Linked DNA regions of Mus musculus: region 2 is linked to region 1. Evidence: chromatin contacts called from public HiChIP or PLAC-seq data. All regions are on one chromosome and are shown on one strand. The core of a region is the stretch at or near the end of the contact, and the rest is flanking DNA. Distances in the headings are between cores, read along the strand shown.

Evidence for each region. HiChIP or PLAC-seq counts read pairs in DNA pulled down with a chosen protein or histone mark.
Region 2: a contact with region 1 is called in an H3K4me3 HiChIP or PLAC-seq map of embryonic limb bud, with 3 times the contacts expected there. The contact joins two enhancer-like sites. A contact is called at or near these places in 1 of 15 datasets of contacts at CTCF or cohesin (embryonic stem cells), 8 of 484 Hi-C or Micro-C datasets (cerebral cortex, double positive thymocytes, embryonic stem cells and 3 more), 5 of 115 datasets of contacts at active chromatin or transcription factors (double positive thymocytes, embryonic hindbrain, embryonic limb bud and 1 more) and 1 of 9 other capture datasets (embryonic tail).

What each region holds. Positions count from the first base shown.
Region 1 is chr5:128,533,457-128,541,122 of GRCm38.p6, reverse strand. No RefSeq gene overlaps it. Among named protein-coding and RNA genes, the nearest start is that of Gm38612, 33 kb to the left of the region's middle. Within about 2 kb of position 3,717, at least 29 of the 459 cell types and tissues checked have an H3K27ac peak or open chromatin away from gene starts, as enhancers often do. A contact at or near this core is called in embryonic limb bud, where this site is marked.
Region 2 is chr5:128,681,390-128,689,055 of GRCm38.p6, reverse strand. No RefSeq gene overlaps it. Among named protein-coding and RNA genes, the nearest start is that of Gm33995, 24 kb to the left of the region's middle. Within about 2 kb of position 4,530, at least 12 of the 459 cell types and tissues checked have an H3K27ac peak or open chromatin away from gene starts, as enhancers often do. A contact at or near this core is called in embryonic limb bud, where this site is marked.

The DNA of each region.
Region 1 (7,666 bases), core at 2,468-4,967:
CAGCTGGAAGAGCATATCCTACATACAGGCACCAGCTTTTAGGATAGCCTCTGCTCCAGTTGTTCAAAACCCAAGTAAAGATTAAGCTGCACATGTGCTACGTATGTGCTGGAAGGCTGCTTAAGCTGATTTTCAAAGGCTACTTTAAGACCATTTTACATTTGATGTGTGTATGTGCACCTGTGTGGAGTAAGTCCAGAAGGGGGAGTTATGTCCTGTGGAGTGGGAGTTACATGTGGTTGTGAGCTACCCAGTGTGACTGTTGGAACTGAATAAGGGTTCTCTGCAAAGGGAGCAAGTGTTTTTAACTGCTGAGCCATTTCTCTGGGCCCAAGAAGCTTATTTCAAAATATAACTTTGATTTTATGATCCCTTGGATAGATTTTTTTTGAGAGAGAGAGAGAGAGAGAGAGAGAGATGGAGAGTTTCTGTGTAGCCCTGGTTGTCATGGAACTCTCTCTATAGACCAGGCTGGCCTTGAACTCAGAGATTTGCCTGCTTCTGCCTCCTAGTATTGGGTTTACAAAAGTGTGTGCAACCACTGCCCAGTTTAGGAGTTTTCTTTTTTTCTTTATTTAAAGAAGAAAGAAAACCACTTCACATTCGATTCTGGATGGCAGTAACTGGTAAGAGGTCAGGGTTCATTTTTGTGAATCCTCAGGCCCCTTTATTAACATTTTAGAAAATCCCTTTAAATTCATCTCATGCAAAAGCACCCAGGTGATACATGCCTGTCGTTCCAGCCCATAGGAGATGGAAGTTGGAGAATCAGGAGTTCAAGGTTGTCCTGCGGTACATAAGGCATAAGGCCAATCCGGAGCACATTATGCCTTATTTCAAGACAAATAAAGAAAAAGGCAAACCCAGACAAACATTGTGTACACCACCACAGGCAGCCATGCTGTTTGCTTCCAGGCGTTTTCTTTCTTTCTTTCTTTCTTTCTTTCTTTCTTTCTTTCTTTCTTTCTTTCTTTCTTTCTTTCTTTCTTTCTTCCTTCCTTTCTTTCTTTCTTTCTTTTTCTTTGCAGATTTCTATTTTTTTGACACCAGAAGTGGGAGAAGACATTTCCTGCCATTCTTCATAGACGGACAAAAGCCAGAAACCAGGGAATGAAAAGAAAATGGGAGAATTCTGCGGCAAGCCAAGGAAACTGTGGGCTGTCTAAAGGCTACGTGTCTGGTGGGAAGAGTAGATGGATTCTCCCCACAGGCTCTCAGACAAACCTTGGGTCTCTGTCAGGCCCTTAATGGGGCCATGTTTCTGAGGTAATAGCTTTTGGTGACCTGGAGGGAAAAGAGCTAGACACTGTTGCCCAGGGTGGAGCAGGTCAGCATGCCTTCAGTGGCAATGGCCCTTCTTGTTGGGGGTCTTCTAGAATTCATGACCATCTAGGGATGAGAAGATGATGTGAAGGGGAGACTGGAAATGCCTTTAATTGCTGTCATTTAGGGTTTCCTGTCCGAGTTTCACGGAACCCGTTAGAGTGATTGTTACAAGTGGCTGTCCCAACAAATGCCCCATACCTTCTCTCATGTATTGAATAATGTACAAGACGGACTTTACTGTGAGCCACTTTTAAGGTTCCCTGTCATTTCTTCCCTGTGCTTAGACTGTACCAGTATCCTGGTCCCAAGTGACTCTTGTTCTTATTTCGGCCACAGCATTGTAAAGAGTAGGGACCTCTGTGTCTGGGATCACAGGGGGACCTGTGTTAACTGAGGTTCCTATCTGTGACATTTCCTGGATCATCTCAGGCTGCCGATGCTCCAGCCATGCGTAAGGTGGAGGGAACAGGGACAAGCTCTGTGTCCAAGGGCTGGGTCTCATGGCTTGTGCTCATTTTTTCAGGCTAAGGCTTGGGAACAGAGATAATTAGGTCTGAATGGCAAAGGAGCCTGGGAAATTCAGACCAGCTCTCTGCCAGGGAGGAGGAGGCCGATGAATTTGGGGGAGCAGTGTCCTCAGGCATTCTCCCACACTGGGTAGGCTCCGTGGATCTAGTCCTCAGGTCCCCCTGCCTCCAGTCTTGGCCAGGCATCTGGCCCACACTTGGCCAACTGGGCATTTTCTCCCATGGCTTCTGAAGTTAAGAGGCATTCACCAGGGAGACTGGAAGACCAGGCTTAAGTAGATGACTTCCGTGGCAGCAGATGAAGCCTTTCTCCTCCCCCCGCCACAGTGACCCTGAGAGCCTGGTTCTTTGTCCACCTCCAGCTTTGCCAGCTCACCGGAGCGCATGAGCGCATGAGCTATTTGATTAAATGAGACAAAGATGTTGCTAGAGATGCTAGCAAAAAATGTTCACCCATAGTGCAGGATGCTAGGGGCATTTGTGGTGACTCATCTTGATGGTATGTCAGGACAATGGAGAGCTGACTGGTGAATACTGGCCATCTCTATGTGAGTCCTGTTCAAATGTCCTCCTCTTGGTCTTCTGGAGAGCAAGAGAGAGAGACATAGAGGGTCAGGGAGACAGAGAGAGAGACACACACACCGAGAGATAGAAAAAAAACAAGACAGGGATAGAGAGAATGTGTATGCAAAGAGATAGAGACACAGAGAGAGACAGAGGCACAGACAAAGAGAGGGAGCTAGAGGCATAGAGATACAGAGAGATAGAAACATAAACATCAGAGAGAAAGAAACATAGACAGAGAAAATGTGTGTGTGTGTTTCTATGTTTCTGTGTATGTGCATATGTGTGTATGTTTATGTGTGTGCAAAAGACAGACAGGCAGAGATTGTGGCTGAATAGAAAGCATCCAAACAAAAGAAGAACCTCATACTCCCGTGAGCCATGTTAGTTTTGTGTATATTATTCTACATCTGTGTGTGTGCACAGTGTGTATATGCAGCAGGTGCAGGTGCTGGCACAGACTAGAAGAAGCCATTAGCTTCCCTGGAGCTGGAGAGAGGGTCCTGTATGTGCTGAGAACCAAGGTCTGTAAGAACAGCAAGTACTCTTATCCACTGAGCCAGTCTGCAGGCCCATGAAGCATTTTTTTTTTTTAAACCACAAATGCTACACCAATGTGAAATAATTTTATATGGAAACAAAGCCAATGGGAAAGAGATGCAAGATTAACTCAGGATGTAACTTACCAAAGCAAGAACAACCAAATCCCAGATCTGTCTGCTCTGAAGGGAAGCAATACCCCATGGTATCAAATAGAGGTGTGTAGCAAGTCGGGGAGGATACTATGCTGGCCACAGGCCTCGCAGGTCCTCCTGGGTCTGCTTAACTTACACTAGGTCTGAATGTTAAAACTGCCAAAGTCAAAAAGCCAAGGGAGATCAAGCCAATGTTTTAAATGTATTTTTTTATAGCTTTTTGAGAATTGCATGCATGAATACTGCATAGAATTTCTGCCCCTCTCTCTCCCACTTTCAAATCCTCCTATGTACCCCTCCTTCTCTCCCAATTTCATAACCCAATCTTTTATAATTATTATTGTTACATTATACATACATACACACACTGCCATATATGTATGTACATATAATACATATATATACACACATATACACACATATATGTGATACACACACGCGCGCGCGCGCACACACACACACACACACACACACACCAGTCACAGAGACCAGTTTTCCCCATAGTTCATAAGTTTAGGGCTGACCACGTGTAATCGGATAGCCTATCAGGGGGCTTGTCCCTGACGACTGATTCTTCCTCTCAGCAGCCATTGGTTGTTCATAGCTCTTCACTGGGAGGCGGGTCCTTGTGGAACTTCCCCTATCCGTGTGGGCACGGTGCAGTTGGCTCTGCTTTCTTCCAACAATCTGAGCTCTTGTCAGTTCACAGCTTTGTTGCTCCATGGTGACTCCCAGCAGGGGAGGTTGGCAGTACCTGCAGGTCTTTAGACAACTTGCTGGTCCTTGCATCTCTTGCTGCATCTGTGCTCCCTGTGGGAGCAAAGGCACGCACGCTCCAGGAAACATGGCTGTGTACCTGAGCGATGAGGAGCCACCGTGATCCACAGAGAGAAACTCCAACTGAATGCATGCCCTCTCTCTTCTCCTTCCGGCCCACTTTTTTCTCATGAGCGAGAGGATTGCAAACCACACACCCCGGATTCCAGCTCTCTTCTCAGCTTCTTCCACCATTCCTCCCAGCTCCCCCAATCTTCCCGTGCTAGGTTTCCCCTGCATCCCCTGGGGCCCTGTCCACAAGTACAGGTGGAGGGCAGCCTCTGCCGTCTCGGTGGCTGGGAAGAGCGCCATGCAGATGGATCCTAATTATAACCTGGAACCAAATTACTTTTAATGACTTCTCGTAGCTTCCCAGCCCAGTTCCAGCCCCCACCCACCAGCGAGGAAGGTTTAATGGCCCCGGGGATAGTTGGTAATCCTGAAAGTATTAAACTGCTTGGCCAGTGAGGAGGAGGGCACTTAAGACGCATCAACCGGGAGAAGCATGGAGGAGGGTACCGGATTCTCATGCTTAACCAGGGAGCCATTCTTAGAAGCAATGCTGTGAAAGGAAAGACAACGTTAGGCTGTCTGGCGGGGCGGTTTTCCAGAGTGAAATTAATTAGCTTGTGAAGTCTCTGTTCTGAGGCAGCAGCTTGACTTAGAAGGATCTCTGAGAAGGAACACACACACACACACACACACACACACACACACACACACACACACACGTCCCAGCAAAATGTGAGCCTAGGCTCCAAGAGCCTTTTTTTTTTTTGTCTCATTTCTTTAAATGGATGTTTGAGGCAAAATGATTTTTTTTTTCCCTCAAGGTTTGTTGCAACCAGTCTGACCTAAGGTTGCTGCCAGCCCCTAAGTCTTAAGAATTCCTTTATGTTTAGTCTCTTAGGACTGAGAACATAAAAGTATTGCTTTCTTCTCTATCTTTCTCCCCAACGCACCCCTCAGCCCCAGCTCTTGACCCCTGGCACCTGACCTCTGGCCCCTGGCCCTTAACCCCTGACTCCTGACTCCACATTTTCCTAAATCTCCTAATCTTGGATCTTTCTTGCTCAGCCAGTCACGTGTCAAAAGGCAGCTACTGCTGACTGAGGACCTAGTAAGCCTTAGACGGGATAGCTGGTGCCAAAGAGCCGATCACGATCCAGTCCGCCCCTCTGCCCTCTCAGAGCAATCTGTTTAGTTTAGAACCTGAAGTATTCATTTTCTCAAACTTCTCTAAAGCAGAGCTGGTCATGCGACCCGGTCCTAATCCATAAGATAGGAGCAAGCAGATTGAGTGGTGGGCTTCACCATCAGTGGCCCTTTTACAAGGGACAGGGGCTGCTCTTGCTACTCTGTTGACCTTGGGTCTTCACTGTCCTGAGCATGGATGTGTAGTGCCACAAGGACAAAGCCACTTGTACGTTCATGAGAGGAGTGGTCTAGTGTCCTATAGACAGTCCTGTCTATAGGATGTTGGTGACATTAGAGAAACCTACCTCCCAGAGTCTTGCTGTCCTAAGATTGCTTATGGTAGTAGGATCTCTGCATTTGCATCTGAACCTAACTTTGATAGTGAGAATAAATCACCCAGAAATCTACTTTCAGATGAGCAGCCACCATGTCTCTTGGACTATTTCACTAAGAATGTAGCAACATGTAGGCGAGCTGTACTGGCAAATGCTCTTGCTCTGAAATATGAGTGGCGTGGCTGCGTTCCAACCATCAGGCACCCTCAGGTATGACATCCCTGTCATAGGATTCCAACAGTGAGGGCTTGGTAGAATGAGGAGGGAGGTCTTCTACAGGGGCCTTCTGTACCCCATCTTAGAACCCTTCAGGCTGGTATCCATCCATTACGGTCTGTGGGAGAAGAAGGCACAAATGGTCCAGGTCCAGGGGCAGGAGATAGACTCTCTTTACTCAGTGAGAAGAAAAATCAGAGAAATGAGGTCTGCCCTCAGACCTTACAGCATTCAGAGTCCCTTTTAAGAAATTTATCCTTAGCACCCAGGCCTTCCTCAGCTTCCCACTGAGTAGATTAAGAGACATTCATTTGGCCTTTAGTAATGAATGTTTGACATTTACTCCCTCTGGTTACTACATGAGTGACTATTCAGACTGTGGTCTGACTTCTTGTCTATGGAGCTAGTCATCTTTGGAGCATCTTTATGCTGTTTCTCTTGTTCCTCTTTGGTTTTGACTTTCTCTCTTTGCCTGTGGAGGGGATGTTTTAAAGGCATCAGGAGTGTGGTCTTTAGAGCTCAGAGATCTCACTGGGTTCTTTGTTCTGGCTCTCTCCTTATGAGGGAAGTTGAAATTGTAATGAGTGTAAACCATCAAACACATGCAGACCTCTGCACCCTGCACAGGGCATGAGATCTACCATCATTGCTAGCCCATCACTGCCGCCACCGGTATCATCGTAGTCATTTCTGTAACCCCCATCAGTACGGTCAGCAGCATCAATGCCATCAGCATCACCATGATCACGATTGTCATCACAATCATCAGCATCATCACAACCATCTGCGGCATCACTGTCAGCACTCCTGACATCATTATCATAGTTGTCTATCACCATAACCTTTGCCATCACTGTCACCGTCATCATCACCAGCACTGCCATGATCATTATTGAAACCACTGTGAGAGTCATCACCATTATCGGTCTTTACTATTCACTATCTTGGCCATCACCACCACCATCATTATCACCGTCAACATGGCCCTCAGCATCACTAACCCCACCATCATCTCCATCACCATGACCACCGTCATCACAGATATCAGCATCACCATCAGCAGCATCAGCACCAACCATCAGCACATCTTCTCACTTCCCCCTTCTGAATCTTTGCTTTCCTTTATACACATCTGGTCTCCCTTTAAATAATCCTCAGCAATGGGGCTCCATTGAGAGTAACTAGTTAAGAGTCAGGACAAACAGACATGAGTTTGGGACCCAAACCTCTTTAGGAAGTCTGGAGAGTGTTCAGAAAATTCTATCACAACTGAAAGCACGGTAAGTGGGTGTGTGTGTGATCTGGGCTTCCTGGGAAGAAAGGAGGAGCATGAGGATGCTATCAAGGCTGGCAGAGAACCATGGGCACCAAGGCAAGGTTTTTATGTGGAGCTTGAAGACTGACTCTATACTTGGTTTCGTTGGGGCTCTGGGCATCATGTCTTGTAGGTCACCTTGACATTGGACGTAGCTTCGGCAGACTCTTAGTTACTTATCCAGGAGCAAATAGACCAAGGTGTCTCCAGGCACGTCTGCCAAGACAGATGGATCCCACCTTTTTACTTAGAATTGAAACCAGTGAAGAGCTCACACGTGAGATCTGCTTCGCCCAAGTGTGATGTGTTATGAGAGAGAGCGCCAGAACTTTTCAGCCAAGCCCAAGGGGCCTGTGGATGGGATTGTCCCAAACTTCCCTCTGCTGACTGTGAGCAATAAATGACACAAATGTGACATTCTGTTCATGGCCTCCACTGGCTGTCCACGGGGAATCCACTTTCTCTGTTCGTTTGGCCATGTGGTGTTGATAAATTGAATGTCAGTACTCCCTTAAATATTTTTAATGCTTAGTTGTTGTTTCCCAAGGACCATGTGCCCTACCACTGCTGTGACCTTGAACAGGTCCCTTGGCCTCTGACCTCCTTCAGTCTCAGAGTTCTCATTAATCAAGAGCAGGGAGAGAGAATGAATGTATGCAATGCTTCATGCTTAGC
Region 2 (7,666 bases), core at 3,281-5,780, 150 kb before region 1:
GATATCTGCCCAGCTCTTGTGCTGTGGAAGGCTTATTGTAAATATAAAGGCTGTGTGTGTGTGTGTGTGTGTTTCATCTGGGAACTAAAGGGTCAAAGGTGGAGTAGAAACCCCAGATTGGGATTAAAAATTTCGACAATATACTTTTATGAAAACCATGTATGATGAATCTTTTGCTCTATTGCCTTGCGCACTGCCAATGATTACAAATAATTTCCCCATTGCTCCAGAAATATGTGCTCTTGGTCCACAGTTCATCCTCGGAATTGTTTAATTAAAAGTTGCTCCTTCTTCTTCTTCTTCTTCTTCTTCTTCTTCTTCTTCTTCTTCTTCTTCTTCTTCTTCTTCTTCTTCTTCTTCTTTTTTTTACTGAGCACCATTCTCAGCAGACCACCCCAGCTCTGCAGCTGACTGTGTTAACCATTAGTGGGAAGAATAGCTGCTCTAACGAAGAGACCCTGAGATGGATGGGCTCCAACAAGAGACAAACAGAGTGTAACTCTGTACAGTAGACAGAGATGTCCTCACTAGCACCTCCTGTCTCCTCAACACGACAGGGAAGTCTGGGAAAGTAGGATCTGCAGCTGGGTGGGAACCCTAGGTTCCTAGACATAAGGTCAGGTTGGCCGCATGTGTCTGCTCTATTCCTACCCGTAACCTGTGTCATGTGCCACGTAGTCTGCCCCCTCTCTCAAATCTGCTGTGATGGGTTACAATCTCTTACTCCTCTACCGATCTTTGAGTTTGGGTCTCAATATTTGCAGCCCAGGCAGGTCAGGAACTCACAATACTCCTGCCTCAGCCTCCCAAGTGTGCTGCAATTATAGACATCTGCCCGCATGCCTGGTAGACTTAGAATTTTTTCGAAACCTACTTTGATTTAGGATGCTTAAACACTTCAACCTCCCTTCTAGCCCGTGGGAACAGAGGTAGGGGAGAAAGAAGATTAATAAGAAAAGGGAATTGTGGGCTTGTTTAGAAGTAGTTCCTCGGGGTGATTCCACTCTTTGTTTTCAGGATGCCAGCAGTCCAGTTCAATAGCAAACACCCAACATGAATCAGCAGCAGCAGTATGATCCAGCAGAAACAGCAAGGCTCTGCAAAATCAGTGTCAGTCAGCAGAAGCAGCCAGAAGCAGCCAGAATACCATGAAAAGTTCTTTGGTGTATTTCTATGAAATGAAGACCAGTCAAGACCAGCCAAGACCAGCCAAGACCAGCCAAGACTAGCAAAGAGTTGCATGCCATAGCAATGTAAGAGTGTCTTCTCACTGTCTGTGGGGTTCCATTTCTATTCTTTATAAACATCACGTGCCTTCTCACATGTCTGTTTTCAGTAAAAGATAACATGTTCTCTCACAAGACAGCTTCCAGGAAACCATCCCATGACTCAACTGGGTTTTTAAAGAAACCAAAATTTCCAGTTCATGCCCAGCTCAACCTGTCTTCTTTTTTTGTTTGTTTGTTTTTGTTTTTGTTTTTGTGACAAATATTAACTCATTCTCAAAAAAAAAAAAAAAACCCCAAACAAACAAAAAACCAACACAATATTTTAATCCCTACTGTTAAAACGGTAACGTTTTTTTCAAAACAATTGAAGACTGGAGCGATGGCTCAGCAATCAAAGACATTTGTTGCTCTTTCAGAAGACCAAGTTTTAATTCCCAGCACCCACATGCGAGTTGACGATCATCTATAACTCCAGTTCAAGGGAATCAGATGCCCTCTTCTGGCCTCTGCAGGTACTGCATGGATGTGATGATCAGACATACATGCTGGCAAAACACCCACATACATAAAAATAAGATAAATAAGATAAAATAAATAAAATTTTTTCAAAGTGTAAATTACATAGCCTGAGCTTCAACTACCACAGGACAAAGGCATTTATTCAATCATATATTTGGTGGCCATCAGAAGTAGTTGAGGAACAACACATACTAATAGCTAAGGGTAGAGCAGAGCCTCTATACAAGAAATGCCTGTAGGTTCAAGAATCTGTGTAGCTCAAAGGATCTGGCAATGGGAATCCAATAGGAGACAGCATTAAGAAGAGGCTCATGCAATGGGGTCTCCTTATCCATAGCCAACTTAAACTGCTATTTTGAGTATCATGGCAGCTTGTGGAAGGCTGCGCTGGAATATATAGATTTGACATGCCTGGGGTTGTAGCACTGTACTGAAATTTGCAAGGATGGACACAGTTAGCAAGTGATGGGGAGATCCACAGAAGAGAGCCCTGGAAGGCTCCAGATCTACACCCCTAGCCCTGGGATGCCTCTGCAAGATGGAACTTGGCCACTATTTCCCTCAAGCTTGTTTCTGTTTCCCTGGGGTTCTTTGTATTGTTCTCTTGAGGCTTTAATATGTTGTGAAGCTTTATCTAAGTCTATATCTGTGGAATTAAAAAAAAGTAGTGTTTTCCCCTCAAGTAAATCCTCTGGATGCAGTTGAATGTATCAGCTTCTTGTCTCACAGTTTGAGGATGCTCAGTCCTTCAAGGTGGCTCACAGTTTCAGGGTTCTCAGTCCTTCTGGGTGGCTCACAGTTCAAGGATGCTTAAGTCCTTCTTGGTGGGGAAGTCATGGAAACAGTAGCATGAGGCAGCTGGTCACATTATATCCATAGCCATGAAAGCAGAGAGAAAGACAGAGGCTGGTTGCAAACTGGCTTTTCTCCTTTTTCATTCAGCTCAGAGCTCCAGGTCATAGAATGGTGCTACTCACATCCAAATAGATTTTCCTGCCTCAATAAACCCAATCTAGAAGTTTCCTCATAGAAATACCCAGAGATCTGTCTTCAAGAAGATCCTAAATCCTGTCAAAGGTAACGGTCGATATTAATTATCCTATTTGTATTCCCAGCCGCCACATTCAATTGTTCTCAACAGATTGATGGCTATTTGAGACAAACAATGCCAGCCATGCTGTGCCTATTAAGTCCCTCTGCATGTCCAACAGTTCCTTGTATTCTGTCTCAAGTATCCCTCAGGTTTCTCCTGTGTACATCTGTGATCCTTCCCAGATAAACAGGGGCCCTCAAGTTGGGATTAGCTTGTTCAGTAACACCAATGAACCAGAGGTCAACTGAGTCACTCTGGTGCTACAAGGCTGTCAAGGCTGAGCGAAGACATGTTCAAAAATCTGAAGACAAGGACGATAGAGACTCTAAGCTCTAATAGACTTTGGGGTGACTGAGGATAATCGGATCGGTTGGTGTCATATGTCTCGATCTGGGAGATTTGACCCAAAGCAAGACCAAGCCTCCTCCAGCTTTGCAAAATCGACTTGAGTGCTTTTTTTTGTCTGCTTCCCTAGAGCCTTGCCTGCCTAGTTTAGAGCAACTACCCAAAAGAAATTGGCAACAATATCCATCAAGGAGAAACAGTGCTAACCACATCCTACAATGGCAGACATCAGTACCCTTCTACTATGGTGGGATGTTGGTCACAATAGAGCTCACGTCAGTCGTGCTGGGACAATTTTTAACAACCTTCCACTGCTATGGGGGACAATGGTCACAACACCCACCGTGCGATGTTGCCTTCTGCAAGCCCTCTGGTGGACCGTGTCTTCCTGGAACATCTCAGCAAGCATCACCATCCTGCTCTCTCACTCTGGCCCCAGCCCTTAGCATTACAGGTGGTACACCTTACCTGCTCAGCAGAATCTTACCCAGAGCCACAGCCCAACCACAAAGCCCCTCCACTCACCACCAATTAGCTTTGTTTTCAGTATAAATAGCAGCCACCTTGAAGAACATCCAATCACTCAAGCTTAAACAGGTGAGGGGCTCCCGGTACACTGACTGTGCTCAAAAGTGCCACCATGCTTCCTTTCTGGGCAACCTCACCTCAGCTGAGATCACCAGGAGGCCAGATGCTGAGCAAAGCACCAGGCCTGACTCCACAGAGGGGGCCCGCTGAGCTACGAAAACAATGTTCCCCTCCCTTGTCCCTTGTCCTCTCCCCCACTCGGGTTTTTTTGTTTTGTTTTGTTTTTGTTTTTTGTTTGTTTTTGTTTTTTGTTTTTTTGTCTGTGCTTGATGATGGTTCGAATCTGTGACAAACGGTCTGCCACCAATGCGCACGGGCAGAGGGCTGTTCTCTGAAGGCCTCACACGGGACACAAAGGCATCTTTGACGTCGCTTGTCTCCCCTCAATGAGTGCCCGACCCCTCATGCTTTCTTTGTTTAAAAGCAGAGAGAGAGAGAGAGAGAGAGAGAGAGAGAGAGAGAGAGAGAGAGAGAGAGCCTGCTGAAGCAACAGTAAACCGCCGGCCTGAGACTGTGCCAACAATATTAACCAACTTCTCGTCGGAGCCTTTGAAGTTAGCAGGGGGCAACATGCTTGTGGTGCGACGGAAGAATGATACTTAAAGCGATTCCTTTTCATCCCTTTAACTTGATGAAAGATTAATGGCCTTGTTATTTTTGTTTCTGCTCCTTTTCCCTTTAATTTCTACCCCTCCCCTCCTCCGTTGAGATCGAAAAACCCTTTCCCTGTAATGGTTTTCTGGATCAGTGGGTTTTGTGAATACAGCCCCCCCCCAATGCCCCACCCCACACCCTTTTGCCAGCACCCGCCAACAGAACCAACTACTCCAGATCCTCTGCGCCCAGGTGTCTTCCAGGGAGGGGCCTGGGGGCGGGGCATGTGAGCAGGTGGGTGGCAGCCCCGGGCTGGATCCCATTCAAACAATACCTCCTCCCTCCGGAGGGCTGGAGGGCTGCTGTACCTTGGCAGAAACTTTTTTCTTTCTTCCTTGAAGATGTATTGTGGTACTTTTCTGGCAGCGTCTTGAGAGGCTGGCTGTGGGCCCGACGGGTAGGATTTTGAGCCTGAAGGACCCAGTGACTTCAGGGAAGGAGGAGGAGATAAAATGATTAGCAGGCAAGAGCTTTCCTCCTGTCCCGGTACCCACTTCCCTAAGCAGATAGTGGCTGTGGTAGTAATGATGGTATAACGGTGGAGGTAGTCATGACTAGTCTTGGTTTGGTTTCTGTTGCTGTGATAAAAGCCCTGGCCAAAAGAAACTTAGGGAAGAAAGGGCTTATTACATTTTACATGGAGGGAAGTCAGGGTGAAGCAGGATGGAGGCAGGAATTGAAGCAGAGGCCATGGAGGAGGCTGCCCACTGGCTTGCCCAGCCTGATTTCTTATACAGCCCAGGACCACCCCACCCACAGTGAGCCTTCTCACATCAATCAAAAATCAAGTAAATGAATCGGAGACTTGCACACAGAACAATCTAATGAAGACATTTTCTCAATCAAGGTTCCCTCTTCCCAGATGACCTTAACTTGTGTAAAATTGACAAACCAAAACCAACCAACCAACCAACCAACCAACCAACCAAACCTAACCAGCACAGTGGTGGTGGTGGTGATGGTAGTGGTGGTGGTGATAATGATGATGATGATAGTGATAATATGGAGAACTAACCAGAGAATTCAGCATCATGGCAGGAGCATGTCCCAGAACAAAGCAGTTCAGCTTGTGATAAACAGAAAACAAGGAGAAGAAAAGAGAAGAGTCTAGGGACAAGATACACCCTCAAAGGCACACTCCAATGACCCTCTTCCTCTTCTTGGGCCCCTCCCGTGGTCTTCAGTACCTTCTGATAGTCCATTTTATTATGGATCCACATGAGGCTAACCCACCAGCTGCCTCAGAGCCTTCGTCATCCAATCGCCCCTCAATAGCACCCTAGCCAAGGCCAGGCCTCCAGCACGTGAGCACCTGGGGAAAGTTCCAGATCCAGGCCACGTGTCACTAGCCCCTGGATATTTGTTGAGTGTTCACTGTACTGCTATGTGGGGGGTGGGAATGCAGTGGTGAGCAGATCACTGATCCATTCCTGCAGAGCTGTGGTGCTGATAATAGAAACGGTGGCTCTGATAATAAAAACAACCACATACAGGGCCGGAGAGACGGCTCAGCAGTTAAGAGCACTGTCCGCTCTTCCAGAGGTTCTGAGTTCAATCCCCAGCTACCACATAGTGGCTCACAACCATCTGTAATGGGAATCCGATGTCCTCTGGTGTGTCAGAAGACAGTTATAGTGTACCCAAATAATGAAATAAATAAGTAAATGTCCCCAAACCTACCACATATAAACTAGACTTCAGTAGCAGAAATCGAGAGGAGCCTGACATGGCTTCAACTCTTTGACCAGCTTAATAAAAGCAATAAACATACAAAGAGAATGTTTAGAATATGGCCAGAGTCCTCATCTCCTATAATCATAGACTTAGTCTATACTTGGCCATTTTAGACGTATGGATAGATGAGCCCCACCGGAACAATGTAGAAATCGTGTGACTTAGAGTGGAGGAAGCCGTATTTATTCGGTAGCTCTGATAATACAATAGAATAGAATAAATGGGGTGTGTGTGCTGGCTAACCCTAGTAATCCTAACACTGGGGAATCTAAGACCACACGGTGCCATGGGTTCTAGACCAGCTGGAGTGTTATAGCAGGTCTTTGGTTTATAGAAAACAAACAAATACAGATTAATAAGTAAAATATAGTCCTCTCTTATTACTGAAGATACCTAGATATCTTATTGGTCCATAACTGCTCCTTCCAATCCATCTGTTTCCTGTCTGCTTAGTAAGTGCCCCGTACTACTCCAGACCTGACTCTGAGCACTTAGAGGATGTCTTCCCCAGGATGCTTCAATACCTCTTCCAGGGCCCAAAATGAATGTGAATGTTCCCTAGCAAGACTTCTGAGAATGCTGATGGATAGTAAGGTCTGTGAGTGGGAGGGAGCTGTGTAGCTCACTTTGGAAACCTCAGACCAACAGAAGAAGTAGAGGAACGGCAACAAACTATTCAGGGGCTCTTCTGCATGTCTGGATATTGTGCACATAATTGCAATTACATGTGTGTGTATATATATATATATATACATATATATATATATATACACACACATATATACATACATATATATATACACATACACACATATATGTATAGAAAGCAAACAAATGTATAGAAAACATGTATAGAAAACAAACAAATACAGATTAGTAAGTAAAATATAGTCCTCTCTTATTACTGAAGATACCTAGATATCTTATTGGTCCATAACTGCTCCTTCCAATCCATCTATATTGTGTGTATATATATACACAATAAAATTGCAATTTTACATGTATGTGACTGAGAGCTTCCAAAACAATGTAGGGTCACTCAGTCCAGTTCTAGTGACATAAAGGATTCTGATATTTGGTCAGTTGTTTTCTAAACGCATGCACGCACTCATGCACAGTCTAGAGAGATAGCTCAGAAGTTAAGAACGCTTTCAGAGGAGTCTGCTTCATTTCCCAGCACCCACATGGAGTGGTTCACAACTGTCCAGCTCCAGGGAATCTGGCGCCCTCTTCTGGCCTCTGAGGGCACTGTAAACACAGGCACATAGACACACTTCATTCCAATGTAAATGCTTGAGCAATAATTCTTTGGAATCTGTGAGTCCTAAGTTTGAAGTTTCTGGGCCCATTTATGATAGTTTATACCTGCCAATCACTCCAAAACCAAAGACTCCTGCGAAGTGTGGACCTGATACAGATTGTCCTCAGAGCAGGGCTAGTGTCTTCTCTCCAGCCAAACATTGTCGTGTTATATATGTCACGTTATCTTCTCCTGAAGGTACTC